Regions from separate parts of the Sus scrofa genome. Here region 1 is linked to region 2. A link is a contact called in public HiChIP or PLAC-seq data. All regions are on one chromosome and are shown on one strand. The core of a region is the stretch at or near the end of the contact, and the rest is flanking DNA. Distances in the headings are between cores, read along the strand shown. Region 1 holds the start of CAMLG (calcium modulating ligand). Region 2 holds the start of C2H5orf24 (UPF0461 protein C5orf24 homolog).

Region 1 (3,604 bases), core at 681-3,180, 80 kb before region 2:
CAGTGTTGATACTTGAGCTCCTTATGTTATTGAACCAAAAGATAAGGTAAAATTCCTGGTGGCCTAGTGGTTAAGATCGCTTTGGCCAGGGTTCAATCCCTGGTCTGGGAACTAAGATGTCACATCAAGCTGCATGATGAAAAAAAAGGTGTTCATTGTGTTCATTTTTTGTTTTTGTTTCTTTGCTTTTTGGGGGGCTGCCCCGGAGGCATATGTAAGTTCCCAGGCTAGGGGTCGAATGGGAGCTGTGGCTACGGCCACAGCCAGAGCCAGAGCCAGAGCAATGTGGGATTGCATCCACATCTGCAACCTGCACCACAGCTCATGGCAAAGCCTGATCCTTACCCCACTGAGCGAGGCCAGGGATAGATCCCACATCCTCATGGATACTAGTTGGGTTTATAACCCACTGAGCCACAAGGGGAACTCCTTGTTCATTGGCTTAACACTTGTTTCCAAAATCCTTTTGTCTGGGACAGGGTCAGGTGACTAAACAGTTAAAAATAGTATTTTATTACCTTCTAAGTAGGGTTTCACCAACTTCCTGATTTTGAGCAGACTTGTGTAGCAAGATCCATTGCAGAGGCTACACTAGATTGCTTCACCCCCTAGCCTCTGATGTAAACTGGCTACGTCGTCCATGAAGCAAGGGCTGTTGAGGGATTCAACTCCTTTATCAATTTACTCACTCAAATAGTTATTACTTAGCGCCAGGGCTGAACGACGACTTCTGTGGGCCCTCGGTACTCTGTTTTCGTGGGCTCTCTCCTCCATAAACACATTCCTAAAATTATATTTTATGACTCTGTTGGTATGGGAACGACTATAATCCAAGCTGGATTCGTCACTATATAAAAATTATGACACATTTCTTCTGATTTTAAAAGAAAATCAAATGAAAAATTTTCTTAGGTTCCTATTGCTGGCCCTTAACATGGCCTAACGGTTAAGTCTGTCTTGCTGAGCACTCACTGTTCCAGCCGTCAACCCAACAGTGCATGTCTTCATGGAGTTATGTTTTACTTAATGAGAAAACAGACAATACACAAAAAAAGTACATTTAGCTTGTGAGTCGGTTGTAAGTATTAAGGAGAAAAAGCAGATAAGGAGAATAAGGAGTGTTGAGAGGGGGTGGTAATTTATTTTATTTTTGTCTTTTTTTTTTTTTTTTTGCTTTCTTTTAGGGCCACGCTCACTGAATGTGGACGTCCCCAGCTAGGGGTTGAATCAGAGCTGTAGCCCCACAGCCACAGCAAGGCCGGATCGGAGCTGCATCTGCGACCTAAACCACAGCTCAAGGCAACGCGGGATCCTTAACCCACTGAGCGAGGCCAGGGATCCAACCTGCGTCCTCATGGATGCTAGTCAGATTCGTTACCCCTGAGCCATAATGGAAACTCCTAAGGGGTGGTAATTTAAAGAGAATGGACAGAGGAGACTTCAATGGGAGAATCTTGAACAAAGACAGGCGAAACAAACTAGCCATGTACTTGGGGGAAGCGCAGTGACAGATGAGGAATCAGCACCAAGAACAAACCCCAAACGCCCAGAGCTCCCTGAAGCGTCACTCTCGCAGTTAACCTCTTCCCCAGGCCTATACGCAAGGCCGCAGGAGGTCACCGGAAACCAGTACCTGCCGCTGCAACCTCCATTTTGCTTCCTGGCACCGCCGAGGAGCGGTCGTCTATTTCTCGTTCCTATCCGGTGCCCTTGCGTCAGGCTAGGTGCCGCTTTTCTTCACCTCCGACTGAACTGCAGGAAGACCGAGTCGCGGGGAAGAGAAACAGCGAGAGCCAGCCCTGCCCAAGGAATTGGGACGGCCACCGATGCCCTCATTCAAGATGGCGGCGCAAGCCTCGCGTTTGGTCCCGTCAGGCGGCGCGCATGGTGAGGCCGCGTCTGCGGCCTCGCGCTCGGGGGGGCGGGTCCACAGAGACTGGGGCACGCGCGCCCGGCGGCCCGGCCTGAAGTCATCCGCGCTGCCGCAGCCGCCGCCGCCCCCGTCGTCGTCACCACTCCCGGGTTATGGAGGGGAAGATGGAGCCGGTCACCGTCGCTACCGACAGCGGGGACCGGCCGGGGGCCCTGGCGGGCTCAGGCCTGTCCGCTTCCCAGCGTCGGGCCGAGCTGCGGCGGAGAAAGCTGCTCATGAACTCAGAACAGCGCATCAATCGGATCATGGGTTTTCACAGGCCGGGGAGCAGCGCGGGTGAGAGCCTCCGTTTCCCTAGTTACCCCCCCCCCCCCGCACGCCGGTCCCTAGGAGTCTTGTGGATCGTTTCCCTCCACCCTGCCGACCTTTTTGACCAAGCCTTGCTCTCTGACCTCCCCTCTGGTCCCGCTCCTTAGCTGGGGGTCCCAAGTTCTCACTTCCTAACCCAGGGACGTTTCTAGTCTCTCTCTTCAGTTTTCCAGTGGGGGGGCTTCGCCCTGAGGTGGTCCCCACCTCTGCCGCCGGCGGCGAAGCTCGCTCCTGAGACCCTCTGGCCAGTTACCCAGAGGGGGCCCCTTCCCCCCCTTGCCTTGCTTGAAGGACGCACATCTTATCCCCAGACTGCTCTGGCTCTTGTGCCTTCCTTTCTTTCCGTTTCTGAAGCTTTTTCCCTTCCATTGCCTTCCCTACCGTCTCCCTTCTTTTGCCCTTTGCTGTAACTGTCGGCCCGCATGCACTTGTCTTTACTGAAGTGCCCCCTGGTCCTTCCTACGCGGATCGGGGGCTCATGGTCAGAGCTTCGTGTCTGGGTTTGGTGCCCTCAACCCTTCTCGACAGGCCTTCCAAAACAGGTGAAAAACATTGCAAGGACCGTTCTTTAGAGACCCAGCAAGTGGGACGTGTCCATCTGAGTGAGGTCTTATCTCCTAGTGTGCTGAGATTGAGGTTAAGTGATGTCAGGAACTGAATTTGACGCTGAAGAGAGTTCCTCGTTTCTCTCCAGGTGACGTTTACAAAGAGTCTCTTAAAATTTTTTTTCTGTGAATATTCACTGAGCACTTGATATTATGTCAGATTCTCTATGTTTCCACTGAGCATTGCAGTTAGTATTTGGCCTTTGGTCACTGGTTGCAAGTTCTGTAGATCTTTGTGTTAACTTCTTTGTGGGCCTTTAGCTATGTAGCTCTGAACTTCTAGACAGTTCACAGGTTTGCGACTTAAAAGTACCAAGAGAGGTAAGAGTATTGTTTCAAATTCTAGAACAATGGTGAGAAGACGTATTTTCCCCTTTAAGGATTAATAGCAGAATATGTGTTCTTTCCTGAAGCATTTATTTTCTTTCTCAAGGTACATTGTATATGTTGTTCTATTATGTTAAAATTTGTATTTTATTTGTCATTAAAGGTTTTTTTTGTTTTCTTTGAAAGCAGAATAGCATCCTCAATCTGCTTAAGTACCTATCACTGGCTCCCTGACTCCAGTAGGAGGATTATGTAAACAGCAGCTGTAGAATATGCCACACCCTGTGCTGACAGGACTCTGGATTCAGAAATGTAATATTCAAATACAGAGTTTAAAAAGCTCTGATAATTTTATATTTTTAACCAAATAAGTTAGAGCAGGCAATGCAGTCATACTTTTCAGATGTGTTACCCAAGAAAATTTGCAGTG
Region 2 (3,815 bases), core at 497-2,996:
GTGCCATGGGATCCATGGCATCCCTGCAGCACCAGAATGCGGGCTGGATCCCTGGCCTGGCACAGTAGGTTAGAAGATCTAGCGTATGCCACAGGGTGGCAGGGGGAAAAAAAAAAAAAGAGGAAAAATTAAACTTGTTTAGAGAAAATTTGTTTTTAAAAAGTTTTTGGAAGGCTACTTACTATGACCTCAAATCTGTGTACATTTTAGCTGTTTTCTATATTGGTATTTTCCTTTAAAAAATTATACTTTTTTTTCTTTTTTGTTTTTTTTGGGCTACATCCAAGGCATATGGAGGTTCCCAGGCTAGGGACCAATTGGAGCTGTAACTGCTGGCCTACACCACAGCCACAGTAATGCAGGATCTGAGCATGTCTGCAACCTACAGCACAGCTCACGGCAATGCCAGATCCTTAACCCACTGAGTGAGGCCAGGGATTGAACCCAAGTCCTCATGGATACTAGTTGGGTTCGTTAACCACTGAGCCATAACAGGAACTCCTATATATATATTTTTTTTCTTTTTATGGCCACACCTGCGGCATATGAAAGTTCCTTGGGCTAGTGGTTGAATCTGAGCTTCAGCTGCCAGCCTACACCACAGCCACACCGGTTCTGAACCACATCTGTGACATTCACTGCAGCAAGGCCATGGGTTGAACCCTCATCCTCACAGACACGATGTCAGGTTCTTAACCCTCTCAGCCACAATGGGAACTCCCTGGTATTCTTTTATATATGGATAATACTAGTACAATCAGTCCTGTGTTCTAGTATCATATAGGAGTAATTAGAATCATGCTATGAAACCCTGCCAGAATGAGCTTTCCTTTCTATGTACTGTGTTTGGTCTGCGTCCTGGCTTGTGTATTCACCCAGAAAAGTTGCTGATTTATTTCCTACTGGCAGCAGCACTGGGCCAAGTGCTGTCCTGTGGTAGAATTCAGTGCTAAGAATGACTTCCTCATACAGTCTTGATCCTCTTCATGCTGTCAAAGAAGTATCTTCCTCTCAGCAGTCTTCCTAATTCTGGATCCTCACCTTTCTGACATCTTCGAATTCACCGCAGGAAGAACTGGGGAAACTAATCCCTTCTAATGAGTGGCTTTTTTGGGGTGACCGATATGCCAGAAACCTCTCAGTAGCTACATATAGGGGGATTTTGTAGGCATACTGCTTGTCCCATCCCTTTCTGCAATGGTGGGAGGACTATGGTAATTCAGAGGTGGTCATGGTCATAAAAATTGTTTGAATTGAAAAAATTAGCCTCACAAAATGAGGTTTTTCATTATCACATGATCCTAGGACTGAGGGTCCAAACACCTCATATTTGAATATCGCCCATTTTATTTACAAGTGGAGGTTTCACACACACCCCCCATAAGTAAGTAAAGTGCAGCAGCTGAGTCCTTTTAATATACTTTGGGCAGCACTCAGCACAGTAAGGCATTATTAAATCTTTTTGCCAACAGCAATTAAAAGCAGTTTCTACAGCAGAAATGCTGGGTTCAAATCCTGACTCCATCATTTATTAGTCCTGTAATCTGAAAAACGGGGTCAGCAGTAGTTACAGCGTCACAAAACTGGAGTCAAAATTCACATCAGTAAATCATACCCTCTGTGGCCCCCAACCTGCCCCAGAACCCGAGCAGCTCGGGCCTAAGCCCCGCCTCCCGCCCGTCCCCACGCAGCGCAAGCGCAGCCAGGCTCCCTGTCCCACTCTCCCAAGCTTGCGCGCTGGCCGTCGGGCGGGAGATTGGGTCTCGCGATGCGCGTGTGCGTGTGCGTGCGCGGTCCTCGCGAGCTCGCGCACGCCGCTCCTCGCCGTACGGGGCTGTAGCGGCCTCTTCCTCCTCGGTCCCGAGAAGGACCGTGAGCAGTGGTTGAGGTCTGAGCCGGGGATCAGGGTCGGCGTCGCCGCCGCTGCCGCCCTCGCTGCCTGTCCTTCTCTCTTGGGCTCTCCGTGCAGTGCAGAGGCGCCGGGCTGGGAGGGGAGCGGTGCCAGCGTGAGGATCCCAGCCGATGGGCAGCCCCTGGACGCGCTGAGGGGCCGGGCTACTAGCGGCTGAGGTAGGTGGGCTCGCGGGGTTTTGTCAGACTGGCCGGAAGCAGAGTACGGGCCGCGGGAGCTCGTGGAGACCGCACGGAAGGGACGGAAACGGGGGGCCTTGCGGGCTGGAGAGAGAGAGATCGCCGACCTGCGCCCGAGGAGGGGCTCTGGCCTAGCCGGGAGCGAGAGGAGGGGCCCCGGCCGTGCCTGCTCTTCCCCGGGCTTGGAGCCATTATTGGGGGGAAATGCCTCCTGTGGCTGGGGGAGGGGTCACGGCTTCTTTTCTTCTCTTTGAGAGAGAGAAATCGGCAGTCACCCTCCACCACTTTAAATTAATGCCTGTGGGCTTCGAGATGGAGTCTAGATGGAGCGGTGGACTTGTACAGCTTGCACAACTCCGAGTGCATGGACAGTAGGCTATCAGTTTTGATTATCGGAGGGCGCACAGCTCCTTCTGTAGGGTGGGTGTGTATCTCCTGCAAAGTTGTCATTGTTAATACATCAGCAAACGCTGTCGGCTAACGACAGGTAATACATTTCTAGACGCCTCAAGTCAAGTAAGGATTCCAGCGCCGGGGAAACGGCGCCGTGGGGCACAATTAAGGAGTTGAAAGAAGACAAAGAAAGCCGTTATTTATGTTCTGACCTAGTATCAAAACTTTCCGGGGTGGGCCAGGAGGCGTAACGACTGGCTTTTGTTTTAGCTTTTGCTGAACAGACTTTCTGATTGAGGTCGATCACAAATGGACTTTCACTTAGAATTATAAAATCGTGTTGTGATTCTCTTTAGTCGTTACAAGCCAGAATGACCTGAGATAAACGTCTGACAATTATGTGTTGTTTGCTCTTTGGAAGAGAGCAGATCTTGGGCTTCAGGAAAGGAAGAATCTCTCGATGCCTAAAAATGAATGCTTTGTGAAGTTACTAAAAATAGTTAAAGCGTTCTCTATGTTGGCAGTAATGCCTCCACATTCACGAGATGGGAAAGGAATTATTTCATAGAGAAGAGCTGACTAAAAGGAAGTAAACACAGTTAAACAGCTTCAGGGATGGCAAATTTTAGCATATGCTTTAAGAATTCTAATTTAATCATAGTTAAAATATACAGAAACTCTTAGTTGACTCCCTTATATTCAGTGAACTCTTTTAAAAGATAATTTACTGTTGCTCTCTTCCATCCTGTGAACTATTTTAAAAGATAATTAGCATCTACATAATCTGTTCTATACTCTTGGATTTCATTCAGTCCACACTTTCTAGAAATACAGCATTCTTTCTGACTCTGTTAAGAAATGTGGCCTATATAACACAGGAAACTGTATTTTGTCTTGTGATAACCTATAACGGAAAAGCATCTGAAAAAGAATATATAAATGTGTGTGTGTGTGTATGTATATATATATATACACACATTTTTCTGTACACATGGAGCTAACACTTTGCTGTACACCTGAAGGTAACACAACACTGAATTAACAATACTTCAGTTTTTTTTAAAAATGGTTTACATTTTACAAAAAAAGAAAGAAATGTGGCCTGCATGCTTTCAGTGAACTCAGTAGTATAGTAGAGGAAAAGTTTTCCAAGAAAGAACACTTAGCTGGCCAGCCCTGAGGGTGGGACAAGGGAAGCATGATTAAGTTGTAGGATTGACTGTATATGCACATACTGCATACCAACAAATTCGCACCCACCGCCCGTGTGCGTATATAATGGTTATGTACGCAAGGATCTAATGGTGCCCATTTTAAAAAGTTGAAATCTC

The links. HiChIP or PLAC-seq counts read pairs in DNA pulled down with a chosen protein or histone mark.
Region 1: a contact with region 2 is called in an H3K27ac HiChIP or PLAC-seq map of alveolar macrophages. The contact joins the promoter of CAMLG here to the promoter of C2H5orf24 in region 2. A contact is called at or near these places in 1 of 5 promoter capture datasets (liver), 3 of 47 Hi-C or Micro-C datasets (heart right ventricle, liver and skeletal muscle) and 2 of 2 datasets of contacts at active chromatin or transcription factors (alveolar macrophages and skeletal muscle).

Annotation. Positions count from the first base shown.
Region 1 is chr2:136,955,696-136,959,299 of Sscrofa11.1, forward strand. CAMLG (calcium modulating ligand) reads left to right here and starts at 1,931. Exons shown (of 4, transcript NM_001244893.1): 1 at 1,931-2,209. The coding sequence starts at 2,026. It overlaps LOC102164588 (a long non-coding RNA gene), which reads right to left and starts at 1,837. Exons shown (of 3, transcript XR_298148.3): 1 at 1,634-1,837.
Region 2 is chr2:137,036,225-137,040,039 of Sscrofa11.1, forward strand. C2H5orf24 (UPF0461 protein C5orf24 homolog) reads left to right here and starts at 1,747. Exons shown (of 2, transcript XM_005655017.3): 1 at 1,747-2,070.